3 separate regions of the Danio rerio genome follow, and regions 1 and 2 are each linked to region 3. Evidence: chromatin contacts called from public HiCAR-type and HiChIP or PLAC-seq data. All regions are on one chromosome and are shown on one strand. Each heading gives the region's core, a stretch centred on a gene start, on an enhancer-like site or on the middle of the called end of the contact. The rest is flanking DNA. Distances are from core to core; before and after follow the strand shown.

Evidence for each region. HiCAR-type assays count read pairs that join an accessible place to other places. HiChIP or PLAC-seq counts read pairs in DNA pulled down with a chosen protein or histone mark.
Region 1: an H3K4me3 HiChIP or PLAC-seq map of gastrula embryo shows a contact between it and region 3, with 8 times the contacts expected there. The contact joins the promoter of tmem88b here to the promoter of kdm6ba in region 3. A contact is called at or near these places in 1 of 18 Hi-C or Micro-C datasets (caudal fin) and 2 of 4 datasets of contacts at active chromatin or transcription factors (caudal fin and gastrula embryo).
Region 2: a contact with region 3 is called in a HiCAR-type map of caudal fin, with 6 times the contacts expected there. The contact joins the enhancer-like site here to the promoter of kdm6ba in region 3. A contact is called at or near these places in 4 of 18 Hi-C or Micro-C datasets (caudal fin, embryo and gastrula embryo) and 3 of 4 datasets of contacts at active chromatin or transcription factors (caudal fin, embryo and gastrula embryo).

What each region holds. Positions count from the first base shown.
Region 1 is chr7:21,770,752-21,775,259 of GRCz12tu, forward strand. tmem88b (transmembrane protein 88 b) reads left to right here and starts at 1,522. Exons shown (of 3, transcript NM_001077144.2): 1 at 1,522-1,757. The coding sequence starts at 1,722. It also overlaps a transcript of efnb3b not described here.
Region 2 is chr7:21,742,237-21,746,857 of GRCz12tu, forward strand. The region is part of intron 4 of kdm6ba (lysine (K)-specific demethylase 6B, a); the gene reads left to right. It also overlaps a transcript of efnb3b not described here. Among named protein-coding and RNA genes, the nearest start is that of tmem88b, 28 kb to the right of the region's middle. Within about 2 kb of position 2,650, at least 29 of the 62 cell types and tissues checked have an H3K27ac peak or open chromatin away from gene starts, as enhancers often do. A contact at or near this core is called in caudal fin, where this site is marked.
Region 3 is chr7:21,611,677-21,616,294 of GRCz12tu, forward strand. kdm6ba (lysine (K)-specific demethylase 6B, a) reads left to right here and starts at 1,732. Exons shown (of 25, transcript XM_073908354.1): 1 at 1,732-2,187. It also overlaps a transcript of efnb3b not described here.

The DNA.
Region 1 (4,508 bases), core at 272-2,771, 160 kb after region 3:
AAATGTAATAAAACAAAAAAGGCACTGTCCTCAGCACACTGGCTCTGAATATATCTCAAATTCAACACTCAGCATTCACTTTCAACAATTTCGCGAGTAAATACAACACAGTTTTTACTTCACAAAATAAACAAGCCAGGAGAGAGGAGGCTCTCCGAACAACGTTCCATTCCAGTTAAAATTGTCTTCACAAACAAGCCGGCAAGCCGCCATCAGGTGCTGGCACCTGATTCACTGCACCTTTGTGGTGATGATGAAACCTGTCAGAGAGACAGAGGCGGAGAGAAAAACTCACTACTTGAGAGATATAATATTTAATAAATAAAGGAAATACATAACAATAGTCTGTCAAGCCCTTTAAGGTTGCAAAGCTGTATAGAATTCACACCTTTAGCCTATTGCACATTTTCTGACGCTATAGTTCGAACACACATCTGAATCAGTTCATTTATGTTCCGGTCAATATGATTTAGTAGCTACAAAAATGCAACAATCTTTTAAAAAGAACAGTTTACAAAGTGAAATTTTGAATTAATTTAGATCCCTACCCACGAGAAAGAAAAAAAAAAACAGATGAAAAACAGGAAACATTCTAACTATTTGATCACTTCATATTGCCAAATTTTGTTGTCAAAAAGCTCTTTTTGAAACGTATTTTATACTATATAATTTGTATCTTTAATGTATTTTATTGTTAGTCAGATACAAACTAAAGGGAATTATGAATTCAATTCGAGCAGGTCTATAACAAAATATAGTATTTTGACAATTTCCTTTTTTTCATAGATTTGAGTTATGAATTACAGTATCGCAATACTACTTGGTATCACGATACTATAGTGTCGTAATGTGAATCAATGCTATCACGAGAACAATAGCGCATACTGGAATATAAAAGTGTTTCCATAATAGTATGAGCATCTTATCGAATAAAAAGTTTATCCTACTCCATTATGCGCACAACATTTTTATGCACATTTTAAAAATGTATGCTCATCTTGGAGTTTCCATCAAGCATTTTTTTTACCATATGCAAATTGTCCATAAAAATAGGTGGATGGAAATGTAGCTAGTAGTGACCATCACAAAGTCAAATGTGATGTCAGAACTTAATGCAAAAACAAGTCAAAACCTCTAAGAAAAACTGTTCGCGTTGGCTGACTTCCCTAAAAACTGATAGTTGCATAAGAGTTTTGTTGTGGGTGGATGATGGATAACATGAGTTTAAGCCCAGAATCCTTGGAGAGAGCAATATCAAGTAAACCAACCAAGAATGGAGGAAAACAAACACTCGCCACCGTCTGGTCTGAGCGGTTTACAGTTGAAGCACCACGGATGTGGAAGGAGTGGTGTAAATGTGAGGGTTTCATGTTCTTCTCTATCCATCAGGAGAAATTAAAGTCTTCACTTCAACTCTTTAAATAAACATGCCTTCCCCCACACAAAGGATAAAGAAGAGTAGGGCAAGGGAAAGGGGAGGAGGCATGAGGGAGGCACACAGAGAGGTACTGCTAAAACAGCCTGGCAGTAACACATCCATATCTCAGTCTGAGCTCAAACCAACTGCACTGCTGAGAACTTAAACGAGAGCAAGGATCAGCCAACGAGGACAGTAGTTTCAGAGAGGACCCTAAACTGAAAGTGTATTGTATGTTGTGTTAGAGAGAAAGAAGAAGACTGCTGGAGTGCTGCTGCTCTGCAGGAATTGAGACTGAAGGTGAATGAGACTGACCTATCAAGGGCTACAGCAGGGAAAGGTTTGGAATTTACACATGCATGAATTTGTGTTTGCTCTTTTAACTTGAATTTACAGAACTGTATTTCAGCAGCAGTGCGCATGTCTGACACATCTAATTAAATACTTCATTTGTATAGGTACACATACATTTTGAATTGTGACCCTGAATCACAAAAACAATCATACGGGTGAGATAGATTTTACAAGCCGAACTAATGAGCTTTTCGTTGATATGGTTTGATAGGATAGGACAATTTTTCCTTAAGCTTTTTTGATCATCTGCAACTTGCTTATTTATCTAAATTTTAAAGCCATTTTTTAAAAAAGCTCAACAATGGGATGTTTGTTATATTTATTCAATAAAAAAATAGGATATTTACAAAATTTCTTCATGTAACACGATTTTTGGTATAAATGAAACACAAACGTAAATTATTAACCCATACAATGTATTTGTTACTATTGCTACAAATATATTGTACCTGTGCAACATTATGGTCCAGGGTTATATGTATATACATACACTCAGTATTGGGGGAAAATTACAAGAAAGTAATGCATTACAATATTGAGTTACTTTTGCATTACTTTTTATTAACTGGCTGAGGCTTAATCTCTTTCAGAACTTTTTTTTTTTTTTAATAAAGGGGCACTGCAATTAACAATAACCTACACCTTCATTATATATAAAAAAAAAATTAGGATAATGTTATCCGAGAACTTCCTGACCTCAGTGCTATGGATGCCATATACAGACTACTTTAATTTTAATTCAGCAATTTATTTTTTAAAAGTCATTTAATTCAACTAAAAAGAACTCATTGTAATAATTGTAATAATAATATATTATTACTTTTTTAACGTAACACAAGTAATGCATTACTTTCATTGTTCCTTAGAAAAGTAATTATTACATAACTTGCGTTACTTGTAATGGGTTACCCCCAACACTGCATACACATACAAATACATTTCTAGAAACTGAAAAAAAAAAAAAAAAAAAAAAAAAACTTAAGCTCAGTCCATAATTATTACAACCAAATTATTATGTTTGGGGAAAAATATTAAATAAAATTGACAAACAAAAAAAAAAGAGCAATATACATTTAAAACATTGAGTACTTATTTTTTCTGTTTGATTGTTAATATATTGTTACATTTACAAGCGATTTAAAAATAAATATATGTATACTCCTATTCATCCTTTATGTCTACATCACTTCAAGCTAAAATACATAGTGATCAAATGTCATTGCAATTTAAATCAATCTAAGATGTGATGTGCTGAATTTAAACCTAAAACCTATAGAACTAAAAATCAATGTTACTTCCAATAAACAAAAACACTTATGAAATGTTACTCTAAACACTAAAGTTTTCTATTCTTAATCATTTAAGTTTTAGAGAAAGAACTAGGTTTTAAAAATGCTCTTGTTAGTAAAAAAAAAAAAAAAAAAAAAAAAAAGTAAGAATGTTTAGAAACCATAAAAATCTTAAGTTTATTTTGTTTCTTATTCTTTAGAAATTATTTGGATGAAAAGTTTCTTTGGGTGTCCATTGGAGGTTCTTTAAGAAACCATCTGTCAATAACAAGCCATTTCAAAACTATTTCTTGTTAAAACAGTAGCCTCAAAATATTAAATCACATTCGTTAAAAATTGAAAATAAAATGTATACATTTACTTTAATTTTAAAGTGCAAAAACAAAACTCTGCAATGCAAACGTAGTTTCCATTCAAAAAATTGCATTTCAGGCCCCAAAAACACTGAATGCTGAAATGAACACTGAATGTCAAAAATACATACATGTTTAGTTTTCTGTTTTGTTGAAAACAGTGTGTAGTATGCCCTCATAAACAAACAGCAATGTAAAACCCACATGATCAATTATTAAGAAAAACATGGATGATTACACCATTTCCAAGTTTTAGCTCTAAATTTATTCTCAGAAAAGTGGAAATAGTGTTAGCGGGTGGAGTGGTCAGTCATTCTACAGGTTTGGCATAGTGTGCTCATTTCCTGTTAGTGGTGATCTAGTGTTTGTTATATGTTGAGTCACCTGCCATATTGGCGCTAACAAACAGAATACAAAGACAGGAAGACAGCACAACGGTCAGAGAGTGTACAAACGTGTGCCTGTCACCCTCATCATGCATCACCCATGGCATGCTCAGGAGTGTTTAATGTATGCATGTGTGTGTGTGTGTGTGTGTGTGTATAAAATGGAGGCCATCCTGTATCCATTTTTAGATGATTATCTTATAGCACTGCAGCCACAGCTGTCTGGCGTGTAAAGTATTTACGTAGTTTGACCTCTGCCTATTGTTCTGGAGCCCTCTCTGGATGGTCAGCCTAACGTCTAACCTGGGCTGGGGGAAGGGCACCTTTTTTTCCAGCACTCTATAGGAGCAGAAAAGAAAAAACTGGTTTGAATTTCACAAGGGAAAAACAAAAGTCCAGCAAAAATCGACTATTTCAGATCTAATTCTGCTACACAACACTGCTTATAAAGCCAGGCTAAACTATGCTGTGTATATGCACTGAAGATATCTCTGAACACGCCAATAATCTTTTATAGTGTGATGTTTGGCATTACAATGATTGTGTCCTCACATGATTTGGAAAATGTATAAAGGAGAATATGAACAAATTAAAAAGTGAAATCCGATGGATTGTAGGAAAATTGTGCTTTATTATAATTGGAGAAAATATGAAATAAAGGTTTATTACAAGCATCAATGGTTCAGCAAAGAACTGTAAACCTCTATTT
Region 2 (4,621 bases), core at 1,400-3,899, 130 kb after region 3:
GAAACTGTTCAAAGTATAAATATGTGCCAACACAAGTCTTAATGGGCCATAAAAAGCTGATTTTCACACTGACAACACAAACGCAGATGTAGGGGAGATGAACAGTCCGAGAGCAGCATTTACAGCTGATCTGAGAGCTGTGTGGAAGTGGAGGATTTTCAGTCCACAATATTGTAGTGATGTAACTGTAAACTTGGTAACTAAATCATTTTGACTAAGGTGTGTCTTTAACAACTAAAATAGTACAGCTGACGATACTAACTTTGCCTCTGAAGAAACATAAACAAAGAACATTGATTACACACTCACCAAATCTTTAGAGACCGAGTAATCAACACAAAATGGAACAGTGTCCTTTTAAAAAGGAGACGAGCGACAAATCCAAATTTCACCATGTCTAAATGCGAAAAGCTCTCTGTTAAAAATGTTCCTTACAAACATATTTTTGTCACTTGTAAGTAGACCACTGTAATCAACAACTGTTGGTCCTCACACGAGTTGTGATTTCATTGGAGGGAAATAGAAACAAAACATTTATTTCGGCTCATTTATAAATGCAACACTGATGACCCATGTCTCCGAACAATTCCTCTTCTTCTACTTGTTTGAATTACAGTTGGCAACACGACGTGACGCCTCTCTGAACACTGAAACGGGTAAAAGGAGTCTTCAAAGCTATATCATGCATATTAATAAAGTTGCATCTTCTTCACTATAAAGCGCACTGATTGGTTCGAAGTCTTTCTCATGAAGTAATGAACAATGAAAATGAATGAACAACTCTAATGACGTCAATTTGTACCGGCTAGTACAGACAACCAATCTTTACACTGGAATTTACAAGATGATCTCATCGTCGTGACGTTGCTTTAAAATGTCTTAAACAACACAAAAACCACCAATTTTCACTTTTTAGGGTAATTTATGCATCCTAATAGTGTTTTTAGCAAAGTGTGACATATGTCAACATCTCAAAAAATGTGTTTTGACGTTTCGTGACCCTTTTAAAGACAGCATAGAAATGAAAGCTCATCCTTCTAAATGTTCATGTTACTTAGCTTCTTGTCACTAATGAATGCATACATGTTTTTGTCTAATTTAAATACGTTTTTTAATCAACATGTCTCATGTCATTTACATGACAGATTTTCAGCGTAAAATGGGAAACTTTTTATGCCTTTCCCTGAAATGTGTAATTTTCAAATGGGGTTCAGTGTTTTGGAAGCAAGAACAAACGAATATAACCAAATATATACAAGTATTGTTGATGCTCAAGTGTTTAACGCTTCTTCAGAATAGTGTGGACTCACGTCAACATTACAGCCAACAGTGTCATATAAACACTGCAGATTATAATTACACATCAGCACAGATCATGTGTCTCTTTAAATGGTGTTTTTAGTTCAGATCTGGGAGAACAAGTGCATGAACTCCTGACAGCACCAACTGCTCTGGCATACGCAATACAGCACTTTTGACAGTTTTTGCTAATGTCAAAACTAAAATTATGCATAAAACAATTTTTATGAATGTAATGGAAAATGTTTACTTTATGACCTCACTGATGTTTAAACGTAACCTTAATCTTTCAGTAAAACAGCCAACTTTTTTGGTGATGTATGCTGGACTACTCTTATTTAGTGTTTGAGTTAAACTTTGCCTCTTTTATTATTTAAATTTTTGCAAGTTGGTATCTAGATCTGTCCCAGACTAATGAATCTAACCCCCCTCCCCCCTTAATAATTTGTAATGTATGACCAAATCCAAAGGGTCACCAATTTAGTTTCTTGTTATTGACTGCACTTTTTTATTCAGAAGTATGACACGTCACATAAGTAAATTGGTTTGTGGATGACATTTCATGTTAACTTCTCTTATTATGAGTAATACCTTGTTTAATGTAATGACTAATGGTGTTTTCTCAGCAGTGCTCACCACAGTGACAGCATGGTTGTTTACCCTCCTGACAGGACATGACCACTTCAGTTACTAAGAAAAGCTTCAGGTTTCTCTTTGAGCTTCTCGCACTCTGACTGAGACCAAGATTCTAGATTCACTTACTAAAACTGCTGACTTTGATGTCATGCCAGGAATGATAATAATGATATTTAGATTTGGTTCATTTGTGTCCTTCAACTACTAATATGGTAAAATGCTTCATAGACTCCTGACATGCGATGAATGCAGACACAGACAATTATTCAGTGTTTACTGAACGTCAATGTCATATTAATGAATGTGATGTCAGCATTTATCAAATGTCTGGCAACCACAACTCAGAAGTGAACTAGGTTTGGGGCGATGACATGAAAAAGAGAGCAGGGAAAACAAATCTCCTTATAGAAGCAAGTTGTGAAGTTTTGAAAGCATAATGGGGCCAGTTGAGAACGTTTTAATTATAGTGTTATTTCTGAAAGGGTGATGAAAGGATGAGAGAGTTTTTGTGAAGTTACATGTTGGGAAGGACTGAACCAGAGTGTCACATAAGTAAGCACTGCCCGTGTCCTCAGCTGAACTCTCTCTTCTGATCAGAATGTACTCTTGCCTGCTTGTGCGCATGTTTGTGTGGAGGCTATGAGTGTGGGCTTGGAAGGCAGCTTCGCTGTTGTGACGACTCAACCTTGCATCATTGGCAGAGGCACGCACACAGAGGGAAGGGAACAGACGCAAGCCTACTGTGACGTTGTGTTTCCTTGTGCCTCTGTGTGTGATCTCTATCTGAGGTGGATTATATAATAGCCGAATGTGAGCATTCCTCCAACAGCCCCCTTTGCGAACATTCCAGATTTGCCATTTTCTTTGATCATCTCCTCTGCAGATCTTTATCATCAATCCGTGTCCTTCTTACAGCGTAACTAACTCCTTGACTATTCCACGTTGTGCTTTTCCGCATACTCGCATTCAGCTCTTTGGCTCTAAAAGTAGCCTCATGGTGGTTTCTGGCAGTAATGAGGACTGTTTCGTCATGTTGGTGGATATTCTCATACACACCACCCCAATACTATTTTAAAATAATATCCTCTATTTGAAATAGTTTTCAGTGTTACTGATGTCAGTCCTTGTATATTCAAATCAATTCATTTTTATGAGTACACGTTATATCAGTTGTCCAACTCTATGGTTGGTTAGTTGACAAGTTGATCTCCTGGAAGTTGTCAGTTGTTTGATTGGGCAGGGTTAGTTGGAGACACTCACAGACACGTGGCTATCATCTGGTTTGATGTTTTTTTTTTTTGGTGCTGATCTAGTAAATGTGACGATCAACCCAGTGACTGGAATAGTTGTTTGATGTTTGTTGTTAGGGGGATTTTTTATTTTTATCAAGCTGAGGGGCGATGCGGAGGCGAAAGGGGGGATTTTCTAATTATTATGTCATTGTAGTAACATGAATCATAAGGGATTGAAATTTTTGAATGACTTTCAAAAACACAGTTTGAACTAGAAAACAGTACTTGATGGCTGTGAAAGTGAGTGCAGATGTGATACCTTGCAGTAAACCATTAACCACCCAACCGCATTTACTCTCTTGTTTTCCCCCTGGCTGAAAGTTTCTGAATCTCTGGTTTGGTAAAACAGGAGAAAAGCCCCACTGTAAATTTACAGTGCATGTCTTTGTGCACTTGTATAATGACGACGGCACACTTTCAGAAATTCCCAATGTTGTGATTTGAAGTGGGCGTCCCGTATCACCTGACCGTAAAGACTGTTAGAGAAGGGGGCAGTGTCTGAGTTGTGGGGTAAGCCCTTTCCATGTTTGAGTCACGGGAGTTCCCCGGTTTGACTGTAGCCGGCTATCTTTTATCAGATCTAGTGTACTTATTGTAAGACAGACAAATCGAAACAAGCTTGATTAAAAATCTGTTTCGACTTTACTAGTCGACTTTACTAGAAGTCTGTATTGTTTGTAATGCAAAACATTACAATTCTCGGAAAAGCAGAGCTGTAGCAGTTTTTGTTTCTAGAAGAAATGTGGAACTGAATGGAGAAGTCTCATTCTGTTTTTGTATGTGTGTTTTTAGCATAAGCACGATGAAAATATTTGTTGTGAAAGTATTCATTCATTGTGAGTTACACCACTACCCACAACTGCCTTCATAGTCATGAACATTTTCAGGCAAGGTTTGAATTGAAGTATTGCACACTGTAAACTGTATATTTGTTTAGCTCAGATTCTCATTATTTGACTAAAACTGATCAATTCTCCACCATAATGGTTTGTATTCTGGAGCCAGGGCCTGCTTTCAACCAATTCTCAGCAAGACAAACTGGAGCCACAGGTTTCTACATACTGGTAGAACAGATGATGACACAACACTGCTAATTATTGCTTACCTGACCATAACTAATGTATAGTTATGCAGGCTTTGACTATTTCTCTTCAGGTACTTCATAGTTCATAGTACTGGGTGTGGTTTCTAGTAGGGTTGTCAAAAGTAGCAACTTTGGTACTTGAATGTAAAAAAAAAAATGTGACAATCAGCATTTCACACTTGCATTTTGAGCTGTCGAGCAGATTCTTGTACGCTGCTGATTGGCCATTGCGTACATGCACTCATGATATATGATTGTGATTTGCTCCAATGATCATCACTTCATTCTCTTCACCGAGCATCTGTAAAGA
Region 3 (4,618 bases), core at 482-2,981:
GCAATAGGCTTAGAAACCCTCAATAAATAAAACTATTGATGCCAAATTTAGTTTAATCAAAAATCAATTTGATACAAATATTTTTTTAAGTTATATTTTTCATTTTATTAATATTATTAATTAGTTATTGACTGCTGTGCATAACAGGATTTGGTCCGAAAACATACACTTTAATCAAAAATATGTTTGATAAACTCCCAATTCTAGGTTTAATATTAACACCTTTTGAATTTAATTGTTGATTAACTATAAAGCGATTTTGAAGACAGCCTTGATAAACTTTGCTAGTTCCATAAATAGTTTAAGATAAAATATATTCAATAAACTATACTGTAAAATTAATAATACAGTTGTGTAGCTGTAAAAAAAAAAAAAAAAAAAAAACTTAAAATTTTAAGACAACAAACTTCAGGACATTTTTGAGTTCACTCAACTTAAATCGAGTCAAGTGCAGTAATCTGGTTACTCAAAATGTCCTGAAGTTTGTTGCCTTAAAATTTTAAGTTGAGTCAACTTTGTTTTTTACAGTGTACTCAACTGTATTATCAATTATAATAATTTTGAAAGAAAACTCCGATGCTAACCAAACTAAATTTTGATAAAATGTTTTAAATCAGGTGCGACATGGTGGCTCAGTGGTTAGCACTGTCGCCTCACAGCAAGAAGGTCGCTGGTTTGAGTCCCAGCTGGATCAGTTGGCGTTTCTGTGTGAAGTGTGCATGTTCTCCCCGTGCATGTTCTCTTCGGGTGCTCCAGTTTCCCCCACAGTCCAAAGACATGTGGTATGGGTGAATTGAATAAGTTAAATTGGCAATAGTGTATGTGAGAGAAAGTGTGTGTATGGATGTTTTCCTGAACTGGGTTGCAGCTGGAAGGGCATGTGTAAAACATATGCTGAATAAGTAGGTGGTTCATTCCGCTGTGGCGACCCTTGATGAACAAAGGGACTAAGCCGAAGGAAAATGAAAGAATGTTTTTAATCAGACTATTATGCAACGAGTTGTAAATAATCTTGTAAATAATCTATCATTAATATTCACATTACCAAAAATGCTTTATTCAGATCAATGGTGTATTCTTGATGTAACAATTTCATTTACAATGCATTTTATAACATTTTACAATGTCATACTTAAATATTTATCAACATTGGCAATCAATTGGCAATTTTTTACACTGAACAATTGTTGCCTATTTGTGGCCGTCTTTTTGAAAGAATGGGGGAAATGGCTCAGATGAATGATGGGGTTAGAAATTGTCAAATGTTTTTGCGCAGATTTGATAAATTTTAAACCTGTTCTGACAGGCTATAATCAAAGCTGAATAATAGTCACATAGGCTACGGAACACTGAGATAGGCTATTTAACTTTATAAAATGTATTGTTTGTTCAGACACTCTTGACAAAGCGTATTTAGACACTAAAGCATTTAGTATATTATTTGTTTTCATTGGACAAAAAAATATCATAAATCACCAGAAGACAATAGAAGGATTATTTGACTAGAGATGAAACAAAATCAATCCAGCCCCATCAACATCACACACACACTACTCTTGACCCCTTCAGACACCGCGCTCTTCCGATTCAGATGGAGGAATTTGGAAGTCTTGAGCGTCCGGGAGTAACGGAGGCGGGGCGGTGCGGGTCCACTCTTCTCTTCCACCGAAAAATAAACCTGCGTGAGGGGGGAAACGAGTGCGAGGGAGGAGGAGGAGAAAGAAGAAGAAGAGAAGGGGAAGCAGCTAGAAAGAGTGCAGGGGGAAACGCACGGGAGAGCGACGGAGAGAGAGAGGGGAGTGCCTGCGTTTGCAGCGGATTAAAAACTGCGCAATTTCCAGACGCGCATCTCCTGCTCACATCAAACTCGCGACTGGACGCCAGAGCTCCACTGAAAAGCCTCAGATGCGTGCTCGCGTTTTTAGAGAAGACTCTGGAACAATTTGGATGTTTGTGTCACATCATCTCCTCTCACTGTGGTTTCATAACGCAGCTGCGCCGACATTTTACAGCGTGCGATTCAAATGTATGACAGGATGAAGGTGCTGGAGAAACGCGCTCTGCGGCCGCCGTTCATTCACCAGAAGAAGAAGAACTACGCAGTTGCTTATGTAGCCTGCATTTTTACGATGAGGACATGCGAGAAGAAGAAGCCACCTCCCAGCTTGACCCTCCGTGCGTTAGCAGGTAAAGACACACACTTTCGGCACTTTGTGCTGCATGTAAACACCGCTTATGGACCGAGCATCTCGCGCCTGTTGTGTTCTGATAGCAGATTATGGTGCCGTGAGTCACTAGGTGTGAAACGCAATGAATCGTCCGGCGTGGCTTCTGCTTGGAAGCGTGATTAATTCCCGCCTTGCAGGTTGATAATTTTCACAGTCATACTGTGCGGGTGCAAACAGAAAGTCAGTGAAAGGTTTCCATATGAGTGGTGGACAAAGTTGCCCACCCTTTACCAGTAACACACGGGTGAGATCATAGTTAACGTGAACCGGGAAGACTGGAGTTCAACATTGTGTAATCGCGTCTAGTATAGAAACACTGGAATATAGCGCAGTTACGCGTGTGTTTAAATAAGCTCACATGCAAATCAAACCCTGCTTAATGCGAGGCTTTCAAATAGTTAAATAATGAAATGTCAGATAGTGGCTGAATGAGATTCGGGCCTGGCTGAGGGGGCTCGCGGGTGTCGCGTTTCTTTCGGAAATGTCATGTGGTGAAGTTGTGGCGGGATCAGAGATTTTCCAGGAAGAACATTTGAATTTTTTTCTGAGCCATGTTTTTTCTCTTCCTCTCTTCTGACTGTACGTCACCGCCCCCTTTTTTGAGAAGGGTAATCCTGCACAACTGGAGTGGCTGCACTCTCAGGACCGCATTTTTAGGACCGCATCTTTAGGACCCTATTTTTTTGTGACAGCGCCAACTGTCGGATTGGATCAAGGATGCGCTAATGGACGACACGGATGACAAGGTAAGTGTAAGTACCGATTTTCTATTAAGTTTTATTTTAAACTGTTAAAGTATGTGTTTATTTTGTAATGCTGCTGTTTTATACTGTAAAGTTATGCAGAAATGCCAGATTAGCCTGCATGATTTACCCCAAGGGTCTGGGGACTGGGACAAAAATGTTACGTGACGAGTTTTTTTTTCCAGAAGAATAAAATATGATAATAATAATAATGGATAATTTTATACAGCCAGAGTAAGAGCTACTATAACTGTTAATAATTTTCTAGAGTTCGTTTTCTAGTTTGATTAAATGCTACGACGATCGTAGTTCGTGACAATGGTTTATTGAAACATTGTTGATTTAATGGCTTGTTGACTTAACGGCGGTCTAATACGCTTAGTGACACGTGCATTAAACTAAGATGGTAAAAGCACGTTGATGTGAGAGTTTCAGATTTATCTATATTTTGCTATATTCGTGTAAAAACCATTACTCAACGTTGTATTACATTAGCACATTAAAAATTGTGCTGACTGCCTGTTAGCCCCACAATGTGTTATTAGCCTGATGTTTTGTCATCGTTTTACAGTGATGAATGAGATGTTTGACGGTTTTAAAAGTTAGGCTTATTCTGCAGGCCTTAACCATATAAAGTCTCATATCTTTAATGTATATCAGGTATGTTTTACCTGGCGAATAAGAAGTGATGGCCAATATGATTGGATTGCCTAGGCCCATTGTAGGAAGAAAAGAAAACAAACTACAGGAATATTTTCATTGAGGTTATCTCAAACTGTTGAGTTAAACTTTATAACATCTGCATACTATAAATAATTATTAAGCATTTAATAACTAGTTAATTTATTAATATTTTATTTGTTTAGCATTAACTCTACATTTAATAGACATTGATAAGCAGTTTATAAATACAGTTACAAATGCTAGCTGTGTTCTTGAGTTTATAGCATATCTATGATGAAGTGCAGCTTATCTGTGGTGTTCATTTTCCAGAGGAATGTCTGGCCAAATAAGTATATAAACTGCATGCTGGGTGCTACTCATTTATGAACCCATGTAAAATGATTTGCTGTTCTGTGGTGGTATTTTAGTCCATATTTAAATGATTTTATTTTATTTTTTTCATAGGACATCGTACATGCTCTGGGTGTCTTGAGGAGCTTGTCTTTGGATGATGCTGAGCAGGACTTTCTTTCTGGTAACGGTTATCATTACAGGTCAGAATATGGTTAATTTTGCACAATGCTCAAAGAGCCTTTTTGTTACTGGTATATATGTTAATTCAACAGTGATTGTTCTCTATTGCAGTGAAGTAAAAGAATTTAACAGACAGATTGACAAACAACTGACGAAAGAAGAGAGACCATTGAATAGGTGGGTATTGCTCTTATATACTAAAAAATATGGAGTTGGCAGTAAGGTTTCCTGTTTGGTTCTCCCAACAGTGCTTATATATATATATATATATATATATATATATATATATATATATATATATATATATATATATATATATATATATATATATATATATATATATATATATCTGTGTGTGTATATATGTGTGTGTGTGTGTGTATATATATATATATATATTATAGCTAACACTGTAAAGCAAATGTTTGTTATTATACCACTTATATTAAA